2 separate regions of the Pan troglodytes genome follow, and region 2 is linked to region 1. A link is a contact called in public HiChIP or PLAC-seq data. All regions are on one chromosome and are shown on one strand. Each heading gives the region's core, a stretch centred on a gene start, on an enhancer-like site or on the middle of the called end of the contact. The rest is flanking DNA. Distances are from core to core; before and after follow the strand shown.

Evidence for each region. HiChIP or PLAC-seq counts read pairs in DNA pulled down with a chosen protein or histone mark.
Region 2: a contact with region 1 is called in an H3K4me3 HiChIP or PLAC-seq map of stem cell-derived excitatory neurons, with 2.0 times the contacts expected there. The contact joins the promoter of ST8SIA1 here to the promoter of ETNK1 in region 1. A contact is called at or near these places in 1 of 7 Hi-C or Micro-C datasets (stem cell-derived neural progenitor cells) and 1 of 1 datasets of contacts at active chromatin or transcription factors (stem cell-derived excitatory neurons).

What each region holds. Positions count from the first base shown.
Region 1 is chr10:72,915,349-72,918,448 of NHGRI_mPanTro3-v2.0_pri, forward strand. It overlaps ETNK1 (ethanolamine kinase 1), which reads right to left and starts at 1,681. Exons shown (of 8, transcript XM_009425734.5): 1 at 1,210-1,681. The coding sequence starts at 1,632.
Region 2 is chr10:73,200,147-73,203,288 of NHGRI_mPanTro3-v2.0_pri, forward strand. It overlaps ST8SIA1 (ST8 alpha-N-acetyl-neuraminide alpha-2,8-sialyltransferase 1), which reads left to right and starts at 1,887. Exons shown (of 5, transcript NM_001037303.1): 1 at 1,887-2,122. The coding sequence starts at 1,887.

The DNA.
Region 1 (3,100 bases), core at 431-2,930:
GGCTAACAAATACTCCCTTAAATTTCAAAATTTGTTGTCTAACAAGTTTCTTTTCCAAAACATACGGGTCCTTTAAAATAATCTGCTTAAAAACTCTTCTAGGTAATAAGAACTGAAACTAACACATGAAAACCCAAGTGTCAGGAACTGTTCTGGGCCCTAGGCACTGCTCATGTTTTATTCATCTTTGTATGGGTGGCTGGCTAGTTTAGCGAAGAATTTAGCAAATAAATCAACAAATATTGGTGAATAAATTAGTCATCAAAACGAGGCAGATGATTTGGCTAATTCAAATGAATGTTCTTACATTATTGCTCAGATTTAGAACAAATCCCAAATATCCCAATCTTGAAAATTACTGTTTTTTTTGTTTGCAAGGGAAAAGGAGAAAAAGAGATCTATTTTTGTATCTAGTTCCTGAAACTAAAGCTAAAAACAGATTAGTATTCAAAAAAAATCACGTAGTGGAAATCATAACTTCCAACTTATTAGAGAACTCCTAGAGTCTCAGGGATTTTTTTCCTCCCAATTTTTTCTCTATCAACACGGTGTCTCATGAAAAGGAAATAGTCACAAGCCACTGCTCCTTCTAGTATCACGTATTAATTTCAGTAAGACGACTTTAATAATTCAGAAATATCGACTCAAACAAAACAATGTGTGTGGTGCTACCTAAGAACCGACCCAGCGATGCATGGTCGTGGTCATTACTTTGGGAATAGAGTACGCCAGGGTTTGGGAAGACAAAACGCAGTGTGAGGCATCAATGAAAGCACATCGCAGGGGGAGGGGAGAGGAAGGAAAGATCAGAGAGGATTAATGACTGCATTACTGGTGGGAGGGGAGGAGGTAGAAGAGGACCCCGTGCAAGCGGAGTGGAAAGGTTCATTTTGCAGTGACCGTGGACTGGGGAGTGGGAGGAGGGGCAACTATCAGCAGGAATCTCCCCCCGTGGATGAGTCCGTCACTTACGCAGCGGCTTCTAGAAAGAGAAAATGTGCCTCAGGTCAATCTCAAAGAGCAACTGCGACGGGAAGGGGGAGTGACCCTCCTAGGTGTGAGGGGAAATACAGGGTCACTTCCCAATAGACTTAAGGAGATGTTGCCCTAGGTCCTCCTCGGTCATCGTGGGACAGAGGCGATTGTGGTGAGGACCCCCAGAGCCGCGTGAGGGGCATAAGAGACCCAGAGCTGAGGTGTGGGCGTTACCTGCAGGGTCACCTCCTGGGGGTCCCAGTGAGGCCGCAGGTGTTGCAGGAGGCTCAGGGCCCCCTCCCGGCAGCGATGCTCCTCCTGATCCTGAACGGTGACGTTCAGCTTGGGCACCTCCGGGGAGCCGGGAGGGACGTGGATGTAATTGGCCATGGCCCAGGCGACGGCGGAGACTACCACCACGACGACGGCGACGGCGACCACGAGAACGGCGGGCGCCGACAGACTGGTGGATCCTTCCGTCCCGGGGCGCCCTCGCGGGAGGGCTGGGGGCGCTGGGACGGGCGGGCGAGCGGCAGGAGAACGTCTGGAGGCGGCACTGTTGCCGATCCGGGTCTGGACAGCAGCTGAACTGAGCCCGGCCCGCTCTCGGAGAAAATTCCTGTTGTCGGCGCTGGACCGCGGGCGGCCGCAGAGCATGCCGGGGCTGGCCTGACGCTGGCGTCACGCGCGGGGCGGGTCCTGCGCTGCGTCAGGGTGCCGAGGCGGGGTTTCTCGCCTCCGGTCACAATGGGACCTCTGTACCGCGCTGGGCTTGTTGGCCTGCGATTAGCACACACCCATCCCTGGGAACTGCTAGTCTGGAAAGCGGGGCTGCTTCTGCTGGATGAGCCCGAGCCCTGCCAAGCCCCTCAAGGCATTGAAGCTTTAGCTCACCTTATCCGAATGGTCATTGGGCATCCGGACTTGAGTTAACGACTGAATTTTTCTGGGAAGCAAGGGACACGTTCTAAAATAACCCCAGGATCACTCTCCGAACTTGGCCTGAGTCTAGGCAAGCAGTGTTACTCGGTCGCCTTGATCTTGGAGCTGCTGTGTACTGGGGACCTCATACTAGTTGGGTTAACTATATTCCCATTAGCAGTACACGGGATCGCAGTACTCGGGACAAGCTGAGTTCAGGTATTTGGGTAAGACAACTGCAACACTTCAGAAGTTATTTGTGGAGTAAGATGTTCGACCATACAGTGAATAATTCGAAGCTAGGGAGAACAGGTTAGAGTCTGGTATGAAGAAGAAAGGGAAGGAAAGGAATAGTTTTGAAGCTCAGCGCTAGAACGACTCGATGTCCATGCCAGGGTACCCCGAGTGGGGCTTGAAATCCTGCGTCTCAGTGCCTTACAGGGAATGGTAGAAACTGGAAAATCTACAAGTAAAGTATTGGGACCTCCTAATTTTCCTTTTAGATGGAGGAAAACGGGCTGGGATTCCCTGCAGCACTTAGCACACGGTGAATACGTTTGTTAGTAGTAAATAAAACCCTTAACTGGACTGAGTTTAATTAACATTCAAAATGTTTAATTACTTCACTAGCATTAAGTTTACATCCTGATTGTTCAGAAAGAACCTACTTACCTTTGTAATTAACAAAATAATTACTTCACCGATAACGGTAAACTTCCTAAACTAAAAAGAGGGGTGGAAATGGAGCTTTATAATACAGCAAAGAAGTTGATTTAACATTTTTCAAATTTAGTGGTTTTTTTGTTTGTTTTTTGTTTCTGTTTTTTGTTTTGTTTTGTTTTTTGAGCCTCACTCTGTCGCCCAGGCTGGAGTGCAATGGCGCGGTCTTGGCCCACTGCAACCTCCGCCTCCCGGGTTTAAGGGATTCTCCTGCTTCAGCCTCCCGAGTAGCTGGGATTACCGGCGCGTGCCACCACGCCCAGCAAATTTTTGTATCTTTAGTAGAGATGGGTTTCACCATGTTGGCCAGGCTGGTCTCGAACTCCTGACCTCAGGTGATCCACCCACCTCGGCCTCGCAAAGTGCTGGGATTACAGGCGTGAGCCACCGCGCCCTGCCAGATTTAGGCATAATTTTCTACAAGAAACATTAGAGTGTGTGTTCCTTCCACTTTGGGAAGAAATCATAAATATACTACTACTTT
Region 2 (3,142 bases), core at 637-3,136, 290 kb after region 1:
CTCCACTGTGGTAAGATGTGACTGGGATTTCAAGGTTTCCCCTGTCTCTACTGATTTACCTAAGTAGGACAGAGATTTCTGGGGCATGCCTGCCGGTGGAGGGCAGTAGGTCACTCAACTAAGAGCACAGTATTGTTGAGAAAATGACACTAAAGTGGTCATCTGGGATGCTACTTCGCTTTTCGAAAACTAACTTTGCATCAACTTCTCAAGTTCCACCTCTCAGTGGAGACGGATGCTAGACAAAGATACCAGGCACCGCAGCCTGGTCGGCTGAACAAATGGAGTTATAGCCTTAGATTTTGTTTTCGTGATGACTAAGCTGACCAGGTTTCTTCTTTGTCCTTGCACACTTTATGCTTGACGAGATGCTTAAGCAAATAGAATAGGCGACCGCTAGGAGGTACCCGAGCTATGCGTCGGCCGCCGGGGCGAGCAGAAATGGCTAACAGCGACTCTCTCGGCTCGGTGGGTCAAGGCGGGTGGCGCTTTTCCAAGGTCGGGGTTGCGATAAGCTTATCGCTTATCACAAGCAAGAAGGGCAAGAAGGACGTCTAAGAACCAACGGTCCTTTAATCTAAAAGGCCGCGCGCCTCCAAGGCAATGTGACATCTTGAGGTCTAGTGTTTGGGCACCAGCTGCCTGCACATCTGGATGCAGCACTGTCTTTCCTTTCAGGGAGGAGGCGAGGCGGAGGACCCCGGAGTGCACGCACCTCCTCGTGCGCGCGCTCGCTTGCGCCCGTGAACGTGTGTGCGTGTGTGTGTGTGTGTGTGTGTGCGCGCGCGCGCGCACACACACACACGGGCCGCGGGTCCGGGACCGGCTAATGGGGGTGGGGGCCCAGGAAGGAATAAATCTCCGCCAGCCTCCTCGCGCCTGGCTGCGGGTTAATATCCAACCAGTTAGAGAAAGACTAGGGTGACGGCAGCAGGGTGACAGCCTGGGCACACCGGCCGCTTGTCGAAGGATCAGGATATTAGCCAGTCTCCGCCACACTCAGGGACTGATATATTTCTATTGGCGGGGGGCTGTTGTTTTTTATTGTCTGCCGTTATCTCCAAAGAACAAGGGTACGAGTGAGGGCTGCGCGCTCTGGGCGAGTGTCGCGGCTCGGATCGGGTCGAAGGAGGCAATTTTGCGGGTGGGGGAGGGAGGGGGAGACCTTGATTTCCACCAATCCCTGGGCGTTTGTCTGCGAAGTCCGGGGCGCAGCGGAAGGCTGCGGCGCGCCGCTGAATTAACTGATGAGAGCGAGTTCTTTTCTTCTCCGGGAGGGGTGGAGAGCGAGGGTCCCGGCGGGCGAGGCGGAGGAGCCCGGGGCAGGATAGCGGTCCCGGGCCGTCGTGGAAATTTCCAAGGACTTGGTGCGGCGCAGAGAGCGCGTCTCGGGGCGGGTGGGTGGGGGGGGGTTGCCTGGCGGCGCAGCAGCGCGGGAGGCGGCGAAGGGCGCAGGAGCATCGCTCGGAGGGGACAAGGGGACGCCACGGGCCAAATGTCTGGGAGGGAGCCGAGCCTTCTCCCGGACCCTCGCCGAGGGCGACCGTGATGCTGCAGAACCGGCGGGAGCGACTCGCCGCCGCCGCTCTCTGCGCACTCGGAGACCCCAGCGCCCGCCTTCTGCAGGGGAAGCGACCATGGCCATAGATCGTGACTTCACCCCCAGCCACTTCCCCTAGAAAGAAATCCTTGGAAAAGTTGCATTTGAAAAAATCCTTGCGCTGACCTTTGGGGCCGACCGGGCCGAAGAAGCGTGCGTGCGCTTGCAAGTAAGAGAACCAAAGGTGTGTGTGCATGGGGGGCTGGCGGTGGGGGACCCTCCGCTGCCACTTCGCCTAGCTTTGTGCTGAGGCCCCGGCCCCCGCCCCTGGGACGCCGGGGCTGCGATGAGCCCCTGCGGGCGGGCCCGGCGACAAACGTCCAGAGGGGCCATGGCTGTACTGGCGTGGAAGTTCCCGCGGACCCGGCTGCCCATGGGAGCCAGTGCCCTCTGTGTCGTGGTCCTCTGTTGGCTCTACATCTTCCCCGTCTACCGGCTGCCCAACGAGAAAGAGATCGTGCAGGGGGTGCTGCAACAGGGCACGGCGTGGAGGAGGAACCAGACCGCGGCCAGAGCGTTCAGGTACTCCTGCCCTCGCGGCTCCTCCCCTCTAGCGTCCTTTCCTCCCCGAGTGCAGAGGACAGGGTCACCGGCGAGGACCGCCTTGCACCGCCTCGCAGAGGCATCCCTTTCATCCGCTCTTCCATGTCCTTTCCCTCCATTTGTGCCATTCCCAACCTGGAGACTTTAGTCAGGGTTCCTTCCCCACCCCTGATCCCCAGAGATGTGCAGACACCTGCTTTGCGCATGTAAAGACTCGACGCATTTCTTCCCAAAGCGGAGTTTTATTTAACAATTTACGGATAAACAAAACAGAGGGAAGGAGAACCCAGGATAACTTAGTCTCTTGCACTTAATGAGAATTTACCTCTTGGGCTCTGCAGACATTTGAAGCTGTAGGGAACAAGAAGCAGGTAAAAGGCATCTCCCCGAGGTGGAGTGCACAGTCGGTAACATAAGTTCCCAACGTCGGAGTGATGGGCAGTAGATACATGGACGGATCCCGCAGCTTTGCGCAGTGTGCCCACAGCAAGTGCATAGTACTGACTGACATCCTACTAAGAGACGATACTGTGCAATTTTTGTGTTGAAATCTCGAACAGCTTTCTAGTATTATTATCTCATCTTGTTGACCACAAATTGATTCTTTAGAAGGATGAGTAACTTCCCCAAGGTCATTACTTTTGACCTGTGGGTGCTGGATTTTTCATCACTTAAAGCTCCAAAGCTCCCAGCTCTTTTTATTGGCTTAGGCTGTGGATGCCTCTGGAAGATGGGAGATGTACTTTAAGTAGGCACCTGAAGTCAGAAAACAAACAAAATCCCCAAGCCAGGTTGGAAATCAGAACTCTGAGGATCACTCAGAGGTTGTAGATCCGCTTCCTTTCTGGGAATTTTAGATTAAATGTCTAAAAATAAGTTACGGCAGCAGGGGTTGTGTAGTTAGATTGGAGGGAAGGCAGAGCTGCTTCCCCTTCCTCTCCACCTCCCCAGGCATGTTGAGGGAACACACGGGTGCTTCCACCACTGCGAGGTGCCCCT